Regions from separate parts of the Mus musculus genome. Here all the other regions are linked to region 2. A link is a contact called in public HiChIP or PLAC-seq and promoter capture Hi-C data. All regions are on one chromosome and are shown on one strand. The core of a region is the stretch at or near the end of the contact, and the rest is flanking DNA. Distances in the headings are between cores, read along the strand shown. Region 1 holds the start of Ttc30a1 (tetratricopeptide repeat domain 30A1). Region 2 holds the start of Atf2 (activating transcription factor 2). Region 3 holds the start of Fkbp7 (FK506 binding protein 7). Region 4 holds the start of Ttc30b (tetratricopeptide repeat domain 30B).

Region 1 (4,706 bases), core at 294-2,793, 2.1 Mb before region 2:
AAGTAGTCCTTACCTGCTTTCTGTAAAAAAAAAAAAAAAAAAAAAAAAAAAAAAGATCTTTGGTGGACCAAAGGCCCACTCCACACACATAAAATGGGTGCAATCTGCTCCTTCCTTCTTATTGATTGCAGAAATGCCCCTTGTGTGATGACATCCAAGAAGTCACATGGCTGCAAATTCTCCACATGAGGGAAGGCTGAACGCACATAAAATCGGCTGTTATATGATAGGATTATACGATAGGAGCAAATGTATACCTGCTTCAGCCTTTTCCTTGTGATACCAGGAACTAGGGGATACCCAACCCCACTAGTCATTGTATATCTGTTTGAAAGTGCAATTGAGTCATGGAAGTCAGAAGCCTACTGCCCACACCAATTTACTTGATTGTTTCTATAGAAAAAAAAAAAAGGGACACAGCAATCTTTCCTCATACACACTTGGTGCCCTCATTTGGCAGGCCTTTACAGTTTCTTGGAGACATGAAGATAGAATGATTTGCCATTCACCGTTTCTCATGGAACCTAGTTCTTGGTTGTCATGGTTCAGCCTCTGTAGTGTTTGAATGAGAATGTCCCTCGTAGGTTCAGATGTTTGAACACTTAGTCCCCAGCTGGTGGCACTGTTGGGGAAGATGTGGCATTGTTGGAAAAGATATGTCACTGAGATTTTAAAAAGTTTCCGCCATCTCACCATCACACTATCTACCTCCATCTTGGAGGTGACAGAGAGCTGCTTCTGCTGAGAATCTGGGTCAGGAACTCAACTATGACTCTTTCAGAAGGTCTGCTTTAGTCGATTCTGGAGAAAGCCTGATTTGATGCTATTGTCTATCTGCTCCTTGGCTTGTGTGATTTTACTTAGCACAGTTACCCAACTAGACACTCTGATCTGCCTAGGACTCTCATTGGGAATCCTAGCTAACCTCTTCAATGGCTGCCCTAGTTGATTTCAACTAATATTTGTAAGCCTTCAATTTGATTATATTGAATTATCGATCTGATGTTTCTATCAGCTATTTCCTACTATTTTACCTTTGCTTACTATATTCTTAATAAACGGACGTTCAAAACCCAAAAACAAACAAACAAACAAAATGCCCGCCATTTGTAGATCATTTTCTACTTGGTGCAGAATGCTTGGTCACTGTACTATTCTATTAAGAAGTACACACTTAGTTCGGCACTAACGGATAATTCAGCAGATTTCAAAATATACAATAGGGAAAAAAAGTACAAGCCTCAAAAAACCTCCAGGGACCCCAGGCCCTAATCAGGTTACTGCTCTTCCACAGAGAGGTCACACTATCTAGCTAGAAAACAAGCAACGCTCACTCGTTCTAACGAGTAAAGGGAGTCTAAAACTCCTACTAACGGCCTAAAAGTCTTATGACCTTTTCCTATCTGAATTGAATACACAAACAATACGCCAAGTCCCCAGATTTCAGTACTCGTGAAATAAGACTACAACTCCCAGAATGCAAAGTGGATACGTCCCATTGGGGAAGTAACAATGTTGCATGCCGGGAGAAACCGGGAGTATAATGTCTGGACTACTTGCAACAAGTTTCTGTCCCTTCTCCGACTTCTGTCCCAACCCAGTTTGTAATCTTATAAGACAAAACAAAAAAATTCAGGGATTATGTCAACGGTTCCTAGTCATGCGGAACAGATCCTTTCTACCTCAGACCTAACCGCCACCCGCTGGATGAACTTCCGTTTCCGGTTACCTAGTTTCCTTGGAAACTAGCACGCGCTACAATTTTGGCGGCTATGGCGTGGCAAAGCAGCTCTAAAGTTCCCGACGGTGAGTTCACAGCGGTGGTGTACAGGCTCATCCGCGACTCCCGCTACTCAGAGGCGGTGCAGCTGCTAAGCGCAGAGCTGCAGAGAAGCTCCCGCAGCCGCGCAGGGCTGTCGCTGCTGGCCTACTGCTACTACCGCCTGCAGGAGTTCGAGCTCGCTGCAGAGTGCTATGAGCAGCTGAGCCAGATGCACCCGGAACTCGAGCAGTACCGCCTGTACCAGGCCCAGGCGCTGTACAAGGCCTGCCTGTATCCAGAAGCCACCAGGGTCACCTTCCTCCTGGACAACCCCGCCTATCAGACTCGAGTCCTTCGTCTCCAGGCTGCTATCAAGTACAGTGAAGGTGACCTCCCAGGAGCCAGGAGCCTGGTGGAGCAGCTGCTGAGTGGGGAAGCTGGAGAAGACAGTGGAGGGGAGAATGACCCAGATGGTTTGGTCAACATGGGTTGTCTGCTCTACAAGGAGGGACACTATGAAGCTGCCTGCTCCAAGTTCTTAGCGGCCCTGCAGGCTTCTGGCTACCAGCCTGACCTTTCCTACAACTTGGCATTGGCCTATTACAGCAGTCGGCAGTACGCGCCTGCTCTGAAGCATATCGCTGACATCATTGAGCGTGGCATCCGTCAACACCCAGAACTCGGTGTGGGCATGACCACGGAGGGCATTGATGTTCGCAGTGTTGGCAACACTGTAGTCCTTCACCAGACTGCTCTGATTGAAGCTTTCAACCTCAAGGCAGCCATAGAGTATCAGCTGAGAAACTTTGAGGTAGCCCAAGAAACTCTCACTGACATGCCTCCTAGAGCAGAGGAAGAGCTGGACCCCGTAACCCTCCACAACCAGGCTCTGATGAACATGGATGCCAAGCCCACAGAGGGCTTTGAAAAGCTCCAGTTTCTGCTCCAGCAGAACCCCTTTCCCCCAGAGACCTTTGGCAACCTGCTGCTGCTCTACTGTAAATATGAGTATTTTGACCTGGCAGCTGATGTCCTGGCAGAAAATGCCCACTTAACTTACAAGTTCCTCACACCCTATCTCTATGACTTCTTGGATGCCATGATCACTTGCCAGACAGCTCCTGAAGAGGCTTTCATTAAACTTGATGGGTTGGCTGGCATGCTGACTGAGCAGCTCAGGAGACTCACTAAGCAAGTTCAAGAAGCAAGGCATAACAGAGATGATGAAATTATTAAAAAGGCTATGAATGAATATGATGAAACTCTTGAGAAATATATTCCTGTACTGATGGCCCAGGCAAAAATCTACTGGAATCTTGAGAATTACCCAATGGTAGAGAAGATCTTCCGCAAATCTGTGGAATTCTGTAATGACCATGATGTGTGGAAGCTGAATGTGGCCCATGTCCTCTTCATGCAGGAGAACAAGTACAAAGAGGCCATTGGTTTCTATGAGCCCATTGTCAAGAAGAATTATGATAACATCCTGAGTGTCAGTGCTATTGTGTTAGCCAACCTCTGTGTTTCCTATATCATGACAAGTCAAAACGAGGAAGCTGAGGAGCTCATGAGGAAGATTGAGAAGGAGGAGGAACAACTCTCTTATGGTGACCCAGACAAGAAAATCTACCACCTTTGCATTGTGAATTTGGTGATAGGAACCCTGTATTGTGCCAAAGGAAACTATGACTTTGGCATCTCTCGGGTTATCAAAAGCTTGGAGCCTTACCATAAAAAGCTAGGCACCGATACGTGGTATTATGCCAAGAGATGCTTCCTGTCCTTACTAGAGAACATGTCAAAGCACATGATAGTGCTTTGTGACGGTGTTGTTCAAGAATGTGTCCAGTTTCTAGAGTACTGTGAACTTTATGGTAGAAACATCCCTGCTGTTTTAGAACAGCCCTTAGAGGAAGAAAGAATTCACACCGGGAAGAATACAGTCACATATGAGTCCAGACTGTTGAAAGCTTTGATTTATGAGGTCATAGGGTGGAATATGTAGTTGCTTCTGTTACTGACTTTTATGATAAAGGCTTTGTTATGTTGGCATTGTGTTTCAACTCTAAGCTTTTGAATTTTCACACTCTTTACATGTTATGCATTGTCTGATTTAACTGTTTATTCAGTTAGATATAGCTTTTCTTGATGAGAACCTTCATTCAATGAGATAGCAAATGAACCCAGAAGCATTTATTTAAAATAACTGAATGGAGGAAGTACCATCCGATAAAGTTTACAACGTCCACATCTTTTCGTTGCTGTTTCATACTGTGCTTTGTTGTTTGTGAACAACATCATTTTACCCATGGAGGACACGTATCTGCCATGGGCCTTAGCTACATGACATTTGGGCTTTAGAAGTAGTTTCAGGAATTACATGCTCTGCTTTAGTTTATCCTTATGATCATTCTCTTTGTTGTGTAGAAGTTTTGTACAATTGTAGATTTTAAAGATTTTCATTGTTTTGGGGTTTTGTTTTATTTTTTAAAGGAAGAAGTAACATTTAACAACAGTTTTCATGTTGTTAGTGGCTCTTTCCTAGAATGTTCAAAATTCACTGTGAAATTGTTTCTAAAAAAAAAATAGTACTGTTCTTTGAAGCTAATAAACAACTGATAAATATCTGATTTTTTACTGTTCATAATTGACCTTTTGTAGTGTTTGATAATATAAATAATTTTAAAATCAATGTTTAATTCCTATCAGATGTAGGTATTAGACGACATTAATCCTAGAGTTTCATCTCTTAGTATCTTCAGAAAGGGAAGTACATTTTATTCTATTTGACATTATCAAAGTCCCTTCTGGCATTAATGGAATATAAATATTGATACGTGAAGTTATACTTACATTATTTAAAGTTACATAAAGAGCATCTGAATTTTTTTTCCTTCATTTTACCATTTTTGTGGCCACAGCCATCCCAGTTACCTCTCACAGG
Region 2 (4,581 bases), core at 1,618-4,117:
AATATCTTGATATAGATAATAACTTGATAGCAGAAAATCTAATGCCAAAGCTACTGTCACTTGAGATGAAAATAAATCAATCTGGAGACAAGAATTTCCATTTTTACCCAGGTGATGGTGGTGGTCTTGGTGGTGGTATACACACACCTATAACCCAGCAGAGGCAGAGACAGAGACAGACAGATCTCTGTTAGTTCAAGGCTCACCAGGTCTACAGAGCAAGTTCCAGGACAGTTAGGACTACATAGTAAAAAACAGAAACAAACAAAAAGTGTTTTAATATACATGGTGAAAAAGCAATGTAAAAACTCAATTCTAATGGACAAAGTTCTTTTGAAGTGCTTTAACATTTTTAGGTTTTTTTCCCCTTGGGTTAGATATTGTCGGCTGGAGGAAAGCAGCATCTTAGAGACAGTCATCTGGACCTAGCAACTTATGATCTGGCAGGCCTATATTCTTGTCTGTTAGCCTTCCAACCAGTAATGAGCAGCTGACACCTTGCTGATATAATTAGTGTTCAAGTCTATTGACATTACTGCACTGTTACTAAGTTTACAAGATGGTACTTTCTTTCTAACTTCAGAACCGACAGTGTTAATAATCTGGTTTCTTTCAGGTTTCTCAAGTAATTAAGCTAGTTTTAAAGGAAGATTGAGTTGGCTCACGTACATGTATACAGGCCAGCAACCTATTAGAAGGTCCAGTGACATTACAATTTCACTTTCATGCTAGGCATCATTATTAGACGGCAGGCTCATTAACTCTCAGATACTATTCCAGACAAACTTACAATTTTAGATTCACTTGGCGTGGAGAAATTGGGTGTATTTTATGTAAAGACACGAATTGTATTCATAAATCTAAATTAGAAATACGCATTTAACAAATGGAAAAGCATGATACTAAAAAAAAAGGCTTGCTTTTTAAAAATCAGTGCAAGATTTCACAGGCGCCTTAATCACATTTTGCAACTTGTACATATTTATTGGACAACCAACATCCCTAAAATAAGCACCAAAATCTTCAGTAGGAATAAGTATGTTTAGGAGTAGTGCACCTGAACCAGTTATGGAATTGTAAAGGTCTGTAAAGGTCTGTCTCTTTCATTGTCATTACACTAATCAGTCGTCCTTCTTCTTGCCCCCAATTTTAAGGACATTACTTTGTGTGTATGAGTGTTTGACTGCATAAACGAATGTGCACCACATGCCCACGGAGGCTGGAAGAGGTTGTCCGATCCCCACCCCCACCCCGCTTTTATGAGCAGCTGAGCAGGTATGTGGTGATAGGAAACTAAACTTGGGTGCTCTGCAACATCAGCAAGCACTCCTAACCATCTGTCCAGTTCCTTCCCCCGCCCCGCCCCCTAGTTTTTTTGAAACCTACTTCCTACATTAACAGGCATTTCTTTGGCACTACAATTTATAGAGCAAAGGAAAATATTGTGGGAAGAATGCCTCTTCTCTGCTGGGTTCTCATTGGCGTCCTTTAGTCCTCCTTAAAACATTAACCAAACCGGACGTGGTGGCGCATGCCTTTAATCCCAGCACTTGGGAGGCAGAGGCAGGCGGATTTCTGAGTTCGAGGCCAGCCTGGTCTACAGAGTGAGTTCCAGGTCAGCCAGGGCTACACAGAGAAACCCTGCCTCGAAAATTTAAAAAAATAAAAAAATTAATACCGATCTCTTAAGCTTTAAATGAATGAAGTGATTCTATTGAAATTAATAATTTTAATTAATTTCTTAATTCTACGTCAGGTACCCTGGAAGTGGAGTTATAGACGGCTTAAGGGTTACTTGCGGATGTCCTGGAACTCACTCTGTAGACCAGGCTGGCCTTGAACTTAGAAATCCGTCTGCCTCTGCCTTCCGAGTGCTGGGATTAAAGGCGTGAGCCACCACGCCCGGCTCGCATCCAGTACTGTTAACCGCTGAGACATCTCTTCGGTCCCTGAAATTTGTATTTTTATATCTAACTAAGTAAAGGAAATTTGATAAAAGAAACACTCATAATTACAAGAATTTTTCTCTAGGAAAAAGATCGTTGCTTTGTTTTAAAATATGGTGACATGGGGGTGGAAGACGGTGTATTTCCTTTTGATCACTGCCTTTGAACATACTCGTATGTAATATACCATATACTTGACATAGGGTGGTGGGGAAGATCGGCTCCAGTTCTGGCTTAGTAAAATCCGAACAAAGAACTCTCTAAGAAAAGGTTTCTATTTTCTACGCAGGGCTGACTTATTTTGCTTCAGTGTGCACATGGGGGCGGAGGTGATGACTGGCAAACCCCGACTCTCCAAAACCTTAAGCGTAGCTCTCTCTCCAGCTCTGGCTTCTCGGTACACGGAGAGTGGTCCAGAAGCGCTTCTCCCTTCATAGTCTCATATCCCTAGCGAAGTCAGAAACCAATACGACAGAGACATCCGGCGCCAGGGCTGGGCTCCTTTAGGCTCCCCGACCTCACCTTTCTTCTCTCACACCGCCCACGCCCTCCTGCTCGCTCCTCCGCCACCTGCGCGCGCGCCCCAGATCCGGTGCAGCTTCTCGTGCCCGCCTCCCGACGGCTGCCAATCACAGCTTTCTGCAGTTCCCTGGTTACCGAAACAACGGTCCTTGGGCACCTTGGCCACGCCCCTTTGGACCTGCTTCCCGCCTTTCGTGCTTTTCGCCCAATCACTCGCGTCCGAGTGTTCTTTGGTTCCCGCCTCCCCGCCCCCGCCCTCCTGAAGACCCGCCCTTTTTCCGAGGCACGACGGAGTCACCTGACCCGCGGGCGCTCCCTCGGTGGAAAGCAGGAAGGGGCGTGTGCGTGAAGGGGAGGGGCGCAAGAAGAAAGCGGCAGGGATGCCGGGAGTGGGGCGGGGAGAAGGTTTGTCAGTCGGATCTCGCGAGAGAGGACGGAAGCCTGTGGGAGCCCGTGGCCTTTAAAGTGCGATTCAGCCCTCTCCTCCGGGGCTAGTTTGTAAACACGGCCGGCCTCCGGGCTCGCGGGTGGCTGGCAGGACCATGAATTAGTGACCTGGAAAGGTGAGTAATGGTGGAAGGGCCACGGGCTTGGAGGTTGTAGGGATGCAGAGGAAGAAGGTGCTAACATGGCGACGTCGCTGCCTGTAGTCTCCACCCCCCGCCTCCCACCCCTTTTGCGCCCCTGCTGTGGACCCCAACCCTACGGACGGCGGTGGCCGCGTTGCCGCCTCTGGTCTGGCGGAGCGACCGGACCGTTAGGTAACGCGCTGCGGCTCCGGCCGGCCCCTCCCTCGCGCGCTTTCCCAAGCCTGAGCGAGAAGGAATAACGGCTCTTCTCCGACCCCTCCCTCCGACTTCTCCTCTGGTGTGGTCACTTGAGAGGTCCCCGAGGCGCCCTTCGGATCCGCCCATCTGTCGGGGAGACCCCCGCCGCTAGTCCTTGATCGCGCTGCCCAGAGGGCCCACGCTGGGCTCCCCACCGGGGACTCGGGCGATCGAGGGTTTGGGATGGTGCGTTGAAGGATTGGGAAGCAAGGGTCTCTGGCCTCGGTGGAACGTGATGGAGCCAATGGTAATGGAGAACCTGCTGGTGGTCTCGGCCTTTTCTGTCCTTTCTGCCGCCCTCACACTCCCGCCGCCGCCACCCCCCCCTTTCCAGGTGGGGCGGGGCTGAGGTGTGGGTGCAGGTTGATTCTGCTATTCCCCCCCACACCCCATTTACTTCGACCGGTGTTCTGCAGAGCTTTTGTAGGAAAATAATCTGTGCCTTTTATTACCCCAGGGACAAGGAAGAGAGGTAGGGAGAGATGTGTGTATGTCTCCCCGGGATGCTCACTCATTGAACCAGACCTTGGAGGAGATGGGAACTATTTTTATGCACATAGGTATTATAAAATTGTCTCTTCTTTAATGGAGACTCTTAAACTGGGAAGGTCGAGTAAAACTACCACCAGTATAATTGAGTAAAAGGGATACTCATGATAGACTCTAGGCCCATCGACTAATACCTAGTTTACCTTGTGGAAGTCACAGTTTCTTGGGGATTATAAACTAGGGACACGTTCACACCAGATGCAGGTAATGCTGTTTTTAACATCTGACCAAACACGGACTGTTCTGAGCTCAGTTTGTCCTGTTTGAAGAAATTCTTAACCCTTGGCCATTGTCAAGTAATAACCGTTCCAGGAATACTACTCATTTAGCGCCAAATGGCCTGGGTCTCTAGCACCCAAATGGTAAGACTTTATAAAGGCTTATTTTAAAACAGTTAACTCTAGATGAAATAAGAGTCTTGTATTTAAATTTGCTAAACCTATTTGAAGAATCCCTGCAATAAACTTTTTTCAAAAGTATAGAAATATTTTGTAGAGTATGCTAAAAACATATCCTATATAAGCCAAGAAAACTAAGTACATGGATCTTTAAGGCCATCGATAGTTGAGTGATAATTAAGGTTCTAGGTCTTAAAATCATTAATAAATAATTGGAGAGATGTTTAGAGATGTTTTCATGGGTATTTTAAAATTTTAAAGCTATATTGTTTTGAAATGATACTATCCATTAAATATTTCATGACTAACATTAAGTCAAGAAATCTAGGTTTGTTTTTG
Region 3 (4,665 bases), core at 855-3,354, 2.8 Mb before region 2:
GGCTGCGCCGCGCGCCCTCGTGGGGCGGCTCCGCGGTCCCCCGCTCCCCGGCTGCCCCGCATCCGGACATCTCCAGTCCGCAGCAGACCAACTCCCGGGGCATCCTGCACAAGGCGGCTGCCGAAGGCCTCGCCTCCTTCGGATCTTTTTCAATAAAATCAAGGGTTGCTCATTTCTTGGAGCTTCCAGTGCTCACACTCCGGGGAAGTAGGAAGTTACCTCCTAGGAAAAGCTGGAGCAATGGCAAGGCCCTGTAATCCCAGCACTCTAGAGGCTGAGGCAGGAAGGACCAAAGGCCAGCCTGGGCTACATCCTTCTTTTAAGAAAGTAGTATGCAGGCCAGAGAGGTCCTCCAACAAGGTCTTATGGAACTAGGGTTGGCAAGATAGCTTTCCAAGTAAAGCGCTTGCCTCCGGGAGCTTGACCAGTACTGTCCTGGGGGCCTCACACAGTGGAAGGAAAGAACCTCATTTACACATGGGCCATGTTACACGCATCCCCCCCCCGGCCCCCCCCCCACACACACACACATTTTTTTTTCTTTTAATGTCATACATCACGATGTATGCCTTTAATACCAGCATTTAGGAAGCAGAGGAAGGCAGATGAGTTCTGTTAGTTCCAAGCCTGCCTGGTCTACGCAGTGACTTCTAGGCCAGACAGACCCCCCTTCTCTCTCTCTCTCTTTCTCTCTCTCTCTCTCTCTCTCTCTCTCTCACACACACACACACACACACACACACAGGAAAGAAGAGGTTAAGAAGAAAAATGTTAAGAAGGTATCGTGCATCCTATTTTTGTTTTGTTTTTAAAAGGATTTCTCTTAATTTTTTTTTAATCTCACTTGGAAGGGCGTCCTTACACACTTGACAACTTTTAGATTTAGAAAGTTTTGCAAATTCCAATTACTTTGCATAAAGCAGAGTCAGTATTGAGGTAGTGAAATCCCTGGCTTATCCTTCCAGGAAGGCTGACTGAATAGGGTGATCGGGATGTCCACTTGGGGAATCGACGAGCTGAATATTCAACAAATCACATAGAGTTCAGTAATGATAGTTCAACTGTGGAGGGCATCTGACACTTACCATAAAATTCGAGTTTTGTGTTGTTTGAAAGGTTTATCATACTAAAAGGATAAGGGGGATATATCAAGAGACTGGACTAATCTCTGTTGTCTATTAGCCAGCTGTGAAATTGGAACAAAATGTTCAATAGTCAGTTTTCCTGTCTGATGTGAATGAATTCTCATGGGAGAAAAAAAAAAAAAAAAAGCTTTTCTCTGCTAAAGGCCTTCACCTCAAGGGCGGCCTCAAGAGGTTAGGGACAGAAACACAAGTTATCTTTTGCAATGCCGGGCATGGGCTGCTGAAGCCCTGGAGACACTCCACTGTGTGTTCTGAGAGTCTCCTGGCTGCATGCGGTAGACATGGCCTGGAGTCTTTTTTCGCAGTACTCCAACTACCATATCCCCCCCTCCAAAAATATCCTTCAAGGACTTCCACAAATATCCAGAGAAGAGCAGCCAACCTATATTGTCAAGAACCTATTCTTCCAAAAATGTCTGCATCCACTGTGCCTGTCAAGTCCGTAGGGGCCTTAGAAGCCTGTGATTAGAAAGAATAACGACTAGAATATCCCACCGTGACCTGTTTGCATTTTGTATCAATTTCTTGGCCCAACATTTTAATATTTTAAAAATACTGTATTTAGGATCCTACAGCTATCTATTCTTTTTCTATGGCCAAATGGGTCAGTGTAGCATTTAAAAATTTAAAACCAAGCCATTCAAGCAATCCGTTAGCAGAGGCAGTGTTGGAGAGGCAAGATCAGGGCATCAAGTGGAGCCCATAAAATTTTGCAGCATCTCCTAAGTGCCTAGAAACGACCACCATAATGCCAGTTTTATTTCAGGAAACGCAAGTCTGACTACTGCAGGCGAAAGAAACCTGCGGACAGGGTGTGCGGTGCTATTCTAGCCAGAGTACAGCCAACCGGAGCACCCAACGGCCAAGACACACTCCAACCGGCGGCGATTTGCTGGTGCGAGAGGGGGCGGGGCCTCTCGTAGCCCCGCCTTGGACCTTTGTGACGTAGGACAATGCCTGCCACGCGTCCCAATTCAGTCTGATCAGCCTGCTGACACTCTGTGGGGCTTACACTGGGCCTGGGAGTGCTGCTTTGGGAAACATGAATCTCCTATTCAGACTAGCAGTTTTCCTTAGCCTGTGGTGTTGTTCCGATGCTCAGGGACAAACAAAAGAAGAAAGCACTGAGGAAGTGAAAATAGAAGTTTTGCACCGTCCAGAAAACTGCTCCAAAACAAGCAGGAAAGGAGACTTGCTAAATGCCCATTACGATGGCTACTTGGCTAAAGACGGCTCCAAATTCTACTGCAGGTAGGAGATGCTCCGTCCAGTTCAAGTTCAGTTGATAGACCACATCTTGCCCACTACCACCAGCAGCAGCAGCCAGAGCCTAACTGGTTGTTTTGTTTTAAGGTTTTTTGGTTTTGTTTTTTAACAGTAAATTAAGCCTTCATGCCGATTTAGATTAGAAGACATTCCCTAAACAAAACTGAATGTTTTTAGTTATTTGAAATGTAAGCGCAGTAAACTGACTGCAGACTCACTACGTCAGGCAGAGCACTGACCACCACCACTGTCCTTGGAACCCGGAAAACTAAATCTAGAGGCTTCTTGAAAAGATATTCACACTTTCTCCTTACCCAGAGCTGAAGTCTGATTCCAAACAGAGTGTATAAGAAAGCTACCGCGTTTCCTTCTGGACTTTGTGGGTCATTTTCTAAAACTCTGGTTATCACATCCATTCTCTCTGTTCCCTAGTCCGGTCTGACTGAATGCAGTCTGTTTAGCTGTACTGTTTCCCCTCAAAGACAGGCCAATCTTTCCAGTCTAGCAATTCTTTCCAATTTAGAGGAAAACTTATTCTTCCAACGTAGAAGAGAAATTTGACAGGATGCTATTTTTCAGTCGTTCTTAAAATGAAATTTAGGGCTCAGCCTGCCCCTTTGGTTTGGGAAACAAACCCAGAGAAGGTAAATGAGTCATTTTGTTCAAGCCATCCAGCTAGTTAGAGGCAGGAGACCCATTTTTAAAAGTGAACCATTGAGTAGTTTTTGTAAGGACGGCAAAAATCAGAAATCAGAATGTTTTCCAATGATATGCTCTGCCAATTTATGGGGAAGTTTGATCCAAACAATTCGCAAAGGACAGAGTTCTGAAGGGTGCAATGTGGGGAAAGAGATTCCAGTCTTAAGTAACAAGTGCCTGAGCTGTATTTAAGTTTCCTTTATGAGATGGTCTTACTTACACACTAAGTATGGTTTCTCATAGCCGGACACAAGATGAAGGCCACCCCAAATGGTTTGTTCTTGGTGTCGGACATGTCATAAAGGGGCTGGACATTGCTATGATGGACATGTGCCCTGGGGAAAAGAGAAAGGTGATTATACCGCCTTCGTTTGCATATGGAAAAGAAGGCTACGGTAAGTTGTGGGTTTTTTTTTTTGCTGTATCTTTTAGTAGCTTTAAAAAAGATAAGTCGTTTATAAAAAAAATCAAAACAAATCTGTATATTCTTTAAAAATGGAAGTAAGTCTCAAAGAGATATTTGCATATCTATGTTCTCAGTAACAGCACAGTCCACAAGAAGCAAGATGTGGAAGAAACCCAAGAGTCCAGAGATGGGAGAGCAAATAAAACAATGGGTATAGGGCACACAGTGAAATATTACATAGGCTTTCAAAAGAGTGAAATTCTGACTCATGCTACAGTGTAGATGAACCTTAAAGACTAATCCGCTAAGTGAAAGACGCCAGACACAAAAAAATATCAATACTGTAGGATTGCAATTATATGAAGTATCTATAATAGTCAAGCCAGCAGACACAAAAGCAGAGGGTGGTTACCTGGGACTAAAGGAGAGATGTTGAATAGCATAGTGTTTCAGTGATCAAGATAAGAGTTCTAGATGTAGATTGCACTGTAACACAATTGTACTTTATACTTATTTAAAAATAGTCAAGGAAGTAAATTTTGCTGGGCAGTGGTGGCGCACGCCTTTAATCCCAGCCCTTGGGAGGCAGAGGCAGGCAGATTTCTGAGTTCGAGGCCAGCCTGGTCTACAAAGTGAGTTCCAGGACAGCCAGGGCTATACAGAAAAACCCTGTCTCGAAAAACAAACAAAAAAAAAAACAACAAAAAAGTAAATTTTAAATTAGGTGTGTTTTGTCAATTTTAAAAAGTTACAGAAGAAATCATCACAGAAACTTGTTTAACAAATTCTTGTTATATTTAATTCATCCTATACCTTTCGTTTCATGTCTAAAGAAAACAAGACAGCATTGGAGTACCAACCTCCAGCCAGACTCTCATCCTCTGCATAGACACAGTGTTTAGGATGACTGTATATTCCATAAGCTCCCTTGGACATTTTTGGTTTTAGTATTACATATGTGCTTCCAGTAAAGATCATTAGTAAGCAGCCAGGTTAAGTTGTTAAAACTTGGGAGTCAGGAACAATTTCAGGATAGAAGGATGGTACCTCTGAGCGGTGAGTCGTTCTTCCCCCAACTCAGGAGAATCCTTCAGATGCAGAAAAAATAAGTTTCAGAGTTGTGCCTACTTTTAAATAGATCCTAGAGCA
Region 4 (4,820 bases), core at 1,086-3,585, 2.0 Mb before region 2:
GCCGACTGTAAGTCATCAATAAATTCCTTTACTATCTAGAGACTGTCCATAAGTTCTGTGACTCTAGAGAACCCTGACTAATACAACATGTAAAGACTTTAAAACATTAAGTCTTTGAATATTGTTTTCAAAGAAAAACAGTCAACCCGGCCAGCGTGGGGGAGACCTCCTCATCCCTGACTACTGAGCAATGTTATATAACATCCTTCAGCCTACATTCAACCCCACACTGAGGACTGTAAAGGGCTACAGCAGAGGTTTGCTTGGGCAAACATCTTGACGTGGTTTCACTTGCTTTCCTCAGTAGCTTCCTCTGTTGATCCTGAGCTACATTTAGTGTGGGGTAGAGTCTCTCACTTCCTTGGCATTCAAACAGAATTATCTTGTCCAGGTTCTACTGAGCAGAATATATGAGGAATGATATTGTTTCTATTGTAGCATTTAAATGTCTGCTGGGATCTTTTCCTAGAAGTAACAGGTGTCTGGAACCTAGGCTACTTGCCAGTAATTCCTTCCTAACACTTTTTCATTGTTACAATGCAAGCCACAAAGGTCAGATTTCTATGACCCAAATGAGACTGGTTGGGTTTTGTTTGTTTTGATTTTTTAACAACAACAACAACAACAAAAAACTTTACAAAGCAAGTCTCTAATATTTCCTATAATATGAGTTCATATATGAATTAACTCCTAATCACTAATTCTTCTGAGTTTAACTTTTAAGATAACATGGCTCATTCCCTTTCCTATGTGGGTTTTAGCAGGTTACTTAATTGTCCTGAAGCACAAAGTCTTCATCTGCAGCACACAGATTTCAGTAAAGTTATGAGCAGTTTGTGAGAAGCCTAACAGCGTGCTATGAAATATGGTGAATATTGGCTGCAATATGTTGATGAGCTGCAATATGTTGATGGTAAAAAAGATTCATGGGTAGCAATTCTATTAAAGAGAAAAATATAATGCCCTCATGTTGAAGTTCTTAATTACAAAGCAAAGATATGCCTTCATGTGGTCTGTTTGCCTTGGGTGTAGCTAGAGGAGATCGTGGAAAACTATAAAAGGTAACAGTCTCCCAGGTGCCTCCCAGAGCCACGTCAAATGATCCGTGCTCTAAAAGTACAGCCTTGTTATTGAAAAATCATACAATTTGTCACTACTTCATTTGGAAAGAACACATTAATATTCTGCTATCTTGGTTACTTCTCAAATGCTTAACTAAGCATTATATTTATGTCCCCACACATTAGGGTCAGTCAAATCTATGTACATGGTTTTCAACAGTGATTCAATATCGGCTTATAAGTCGGTAGTTTTTTACTGCTCTGTCATACTAGAATAAAATTGAATTTATACAGAATAACCTCCCCAAAACAATAACACAGAACCTAGAGACTCATTCTACATACAGGGGGGAAAGGAGAGATAGTAACTGCCTGAAGAGCTTCGAATTAAGAGTCTGGGTATGGGAAAGGAGTTGGCGAAGCATTTATGTATTAACTAGCTGATTCATACGTGAAAACAAGATCAGAGGCACGAGAAGCACAGGCTGATTACGTCTTGAACAAACTCACGGTAGTGTTTGGTAGAGCTTAGAGGGTGAGAAAAATAGCATATAGGAAAGGGGGAAAATGTTAGTTTTGTGGCTTCTCCTTGAAGAAGGAAAAGACCAAAGCCGTGTGCTTCATCAATTCAAGCACCAATTTACGTTCATAACAGCGGTCATTTACGAAACAGAGGGCGAATGGTACTTAAATCTAAAACAGCACCAGTTACAATTCAGACTCTCCTTCCCCCTCTCGTCACCTCTTGATACAGAATAAAATACGGACTGCCGGCCCTTGCTTAACAACGTTCTCAAAAAGTGGGCGTCAGAGCAGCTGGCAAGAATATACTAGAATTCCTGAAGTCCAGAGACGGCCCTCATTCCCATTTCGTCACCATTGCCAAGCAACTCGAACCCTCAAAGAACAGCGAATTTTCTGCATCCCGGGGGACCTTCACAAGAAAACTTTACTTCAGTGCCAACAAAGAAGCAATCAAAGCAATAGAAACAAGATCCCGATCCCAGAGAAAAGGCAGAGACTCCAATTACTGTAAAACGTCAAAGAGGAAAAACTACATTTCCCAGGATGCAGGGCGATAACGGAAGCGATGTAGGCCGGGACGTGGAATATCCCTCTCTGAACTACCTAGAAAATTTTCCAGACCAAGCCCAATTGCTTCCCCACAGTCTAGAGTGTTTAAAAACATATCCAGAAATTGATAGAAACGTGTCGGTGATTCGCTTTTATCCACAAGACACTTCCGTTGGATACTTGCCGCTGAACAGCTTCCGTTTCCGGTTGGCCTATTGCCTTGGAAACCAGGATGCAAAACAAGCTAGGTGAATATGGCAGGGCTGAGCAGCTCACAGATCCCCGACGGTGAGTTCACAGCAGTGGTGTACAGGCTCATCCGCGACTCCCGCTACTCAGAGGCGGTGCAGCTGCTGAGCGCAGAGCTGCAGAGGAGCTCCCGCAGCCGCGCAGGGCTGTCGCTGCTGGCCTACTGCTACTACCGCCTGCAGGAGTTCGAGCTCGCTGCAGAGTGCTATGAGCAGCTGAGCCAGATGCACCCGGAACTCGAGCAGTACCGCCTGTACCAGGCCCAGGCACTGTACAAGGCCTGCCTGTATCCAGAGGCCACCAGGGTCGCCTTCCTCCTGGACAACCCCGCCTATCAGACTCGAGTCCTTCGTCTCCAGGCTGCTATCAAGTACAGTGAAGGTGACCTCCCAGGAGCCAGGAGCCTGGTGGAGCAGCTGCTGAGTGGGGAAGGTGTAGAGGACAGTGGAGGGGAGAGTGATTATGATGGTCAGATCAACCTAGGTTGTCTGCTCTACAAAGAGGGACACTATGAAGCTGCCTGTTCCAAGTTCTTAGCGGCCCTGCAGGCTTCTGGCTACCAGCCTGACCTTTCCTACAACTTGGCTTTGGCCTATTACAGCAGTCGGCAGTACGCGCCTGCTCTGAAGCATATCGCTGACATCATTGAGCGTGGCATCCGTCAACACCCAGAACTCGGTGTGGGCATGACCACGGAGGGCATTGATGTTCGCAGTGTTGGCAACACTATAGTCCTTCACCAGACTGCTCTGGTCGAAGCCTTCAACCTCAAGGCAGCCATAGAGTACCAGCTGAGAAACTACGAGGCAGCCCAGGAAGCCCTCACTGACATGCCACCCAGAGCAGAGGAAGAGCTGGACCCCGTAACCCTCCACAACCAGGCTCTGATGAACATGGATGCCAAGCCCACAGAGGGCTTTGAAAAGCTCCAGTTTCTGCTCCAGCAGAACCCCTTCCCCCCAGAGACCTTTGGCAACCTGCTGCTGCTCTACTGTAAATATGAGTATTTTGACCTGGCAGCTGATGTCCTGGCAGAAAATGCCCACTTGACTTACAAGTTCCTCACACCCTATCTCTATGACTTCTTGGATGCCATGATCACTTGCCAGACAGCTCCTGAAGAGGCTTTCATTAAACTTGATGGGTTGGCTGGCATGCTGACTGAGCAGCTCCGGAAACTCACCATACAAGTACAGGATTCAAGGCATAGTAGAGATGATGAATCTGCCAAAAAGGCTGTGAATGAATATGATGAAACTCTTGAGAAGTATATTCCTGTACTGATGGCCCAGGCAAAAATCTACTGGAACTTTGAGAATTACCCAATGGTGGAGAAGATCTTCCGCAAATCTGTGGAATTCTGTAATGACCATGATGTGTGGAAGCTGAATGTGGCCCATGTCCTCTTCATGCAGGAGAACAAGTACAAAGAGGCCATTGGTTTCTATGAGCCCATTGTCAAGAAGAATTATGATAACATCCTGAGTGTCAGTGCTATTGTGTTAGCCAACCTCTGTGTTTCCTATATCATGACAAGTCAAAATGAGGAAGCTGAGGAGCTCATGAGGAAGATTGAGAAGGAGGAGGAACAACTCTCTTATGGTGACCCAGACAAGAAAATCTACCACCTTTGCATTGTGAATTTGGTGATAGGAACTCTGTATTGTGCCAAAGGAAACTATGACTTTGGCATCTCTCGGGTTATCAAAAGCCTGGAGCCTTACCATAAAAAGCTAGGCACCGATACATGGTATTATGCCAAGAGATGTTTCCTGTCCTTACTAGAGAACATGTCAAAGCACACAATTATGCTAAGGGACAGTGTCATTCAAGAATGTGTGCAGTTTCTAGAGCACTGTGAACTTTATGGTAGAAACATTCCAGCTGTTATAGAACAGCCCTTGGAGGAAGAAAGAATGCACACTGGGAAGAATACAGTCACATATGAATCAAGAAAGTTGAGGGCTCTGATTTATGAGATAATTGGATGGAATGTGTAATTACCGCTGACAATTTGTATCATGATGACTTTCTATGTACATTTTCAGTTTTTCCTGTATCTAGCTTTTGCTATTTGTATTTGCTACTTGTGAGACTTTGTACACTTTAGTGTAACAAAAGCACTATTCGATATAACCTGCACTTTTAAATCCTGTCAAGTGAGATTGTGTAAGAACCCAGGCCCTAGAAAGTACTTTGGAACTTTTAAAACTGAGAAAGATGTTGTTTCTATCATGTTTTCTCCATTTTTGTTTGGTTTTGATGTATCTTGGACAACCTTTGCTATTATGTTATCCAGGGACCAGACACTAAGTTCAGAACTTAGTCGTCCATAACGTCTTCTTGTAATCACTCCAACGACTGTGTTTTCTCTTTGCACAACTCCCCATGATTTTATAGAGAATTTAGAGTGTTTGACAGTTTTCCAATACAGAT

What was found. Promoter capture Hi-C pulls out the DNA fragments that hold promoters and counts their contacts. HiChIP or PLAC-seq counts read pairs in DNA pulled down with a chosen protein or histone mark.
Region 1: a contact with region 2 is called in an H3K4me3 HiChIP or PLAC-seq map of bone marrow-derived macrophages, with 4 times the contacts expected there. The contact joins the promoter of Ttc30a1 here to the promoter of Atf2 in region 2. A contact is called at or near these places in 2 of 39 promoter capture datasets (hippocampal neurons and pre-B cells), 1 of 484 Hi-C or Micro-C datasets (neutrophils) and 1 of 115 datasets of contacts at active chromatin or transcription factors (bone marrow-derived macrophages).
Region 3: a promoter capture Hi-C map of pre-B cells shows a contact between it and region 2, with 7 times the contacts expected there. The contact joins the promoter of Fkbp7 here to the promoter of Atf2 in region 2. A contact is called at or near these places in 1 of 39 promoter capture datasets (pre-B cells), 1 of 484 Hi-C or Micro-C datasets (CD4 T cells) and 1 of 115 datasets of contacts at active chromatin or transcription factors (astrocytes).
Region 4: a contact with region 2 is called in an H3K27ac HiChIP or PLAC-seq map of cardiomyocytes, with 8 times the contacts expected there. The contact joins the promoter of Ttc30b here to the promoter of Atf2 in region 2. A contact is called at or near these places in 1 of 39 promoter capture datasets (pre-B cells) and 2 of 115 datasets of contacts at active chromatin or transcription factors (astrocytes and cardiomyocytes).

The regions. Positions count from the first base shown.
Region 1 is chr2:75,978,804-75,983,509 of GRCm38.p6, reverse strand. It overlaps Ttc30a1 (tetratricopeptide repeat domain 30A1), which reads left to right and starts at 1,543. Exons shown (of 1, transcript NM_030188.3): 1 at 1,543-4,404. The coding sequence starts at 1,773. The coding sequence ends at 3,767.
Region 2 is chr2:73,890,925-73,895,505 of GRCm38.p6, reverse strand. It overlaps Atf2 (activating transcription factor 2), which reads left to right and starts at 2,867. Exons shown (of 15, transcript NM_001025093.2): 1 at 2,867-3,031. Gm10822 (a long non-coding RNA gene) reads right to left here and starts at 3,098. Exons shown (of 3, transcript XR_003953852.1): 1 at 2,767-3,098; 2 at 2,469-2,595.
Region 3 is chr2:76,670,537-76,675,201 of GRCm38.p6, reverse strand. It overlaps Fkbp7 (FK506 binding protein 7), which reads left to right and starts at 2,104. Exons shown (of 4, transcript NM_010222.2): 1 at 2,104-2,396; 2 at 3,354-3,505. The coding sequence starts at 2,188.
Region 4 is chr2:75,935,977-75,940,796 of GRCm38.p6, reverse strand. It overlaps Ttc30b (tetratricopeptide repeat domain 30B), which reads left to right and starts at 2,335. Exons shown (of 1, transcript NM_028235.1): 1 at 2,335-4,820. The coding sequence starts at 2,390. The coding sequence ends at 4,384.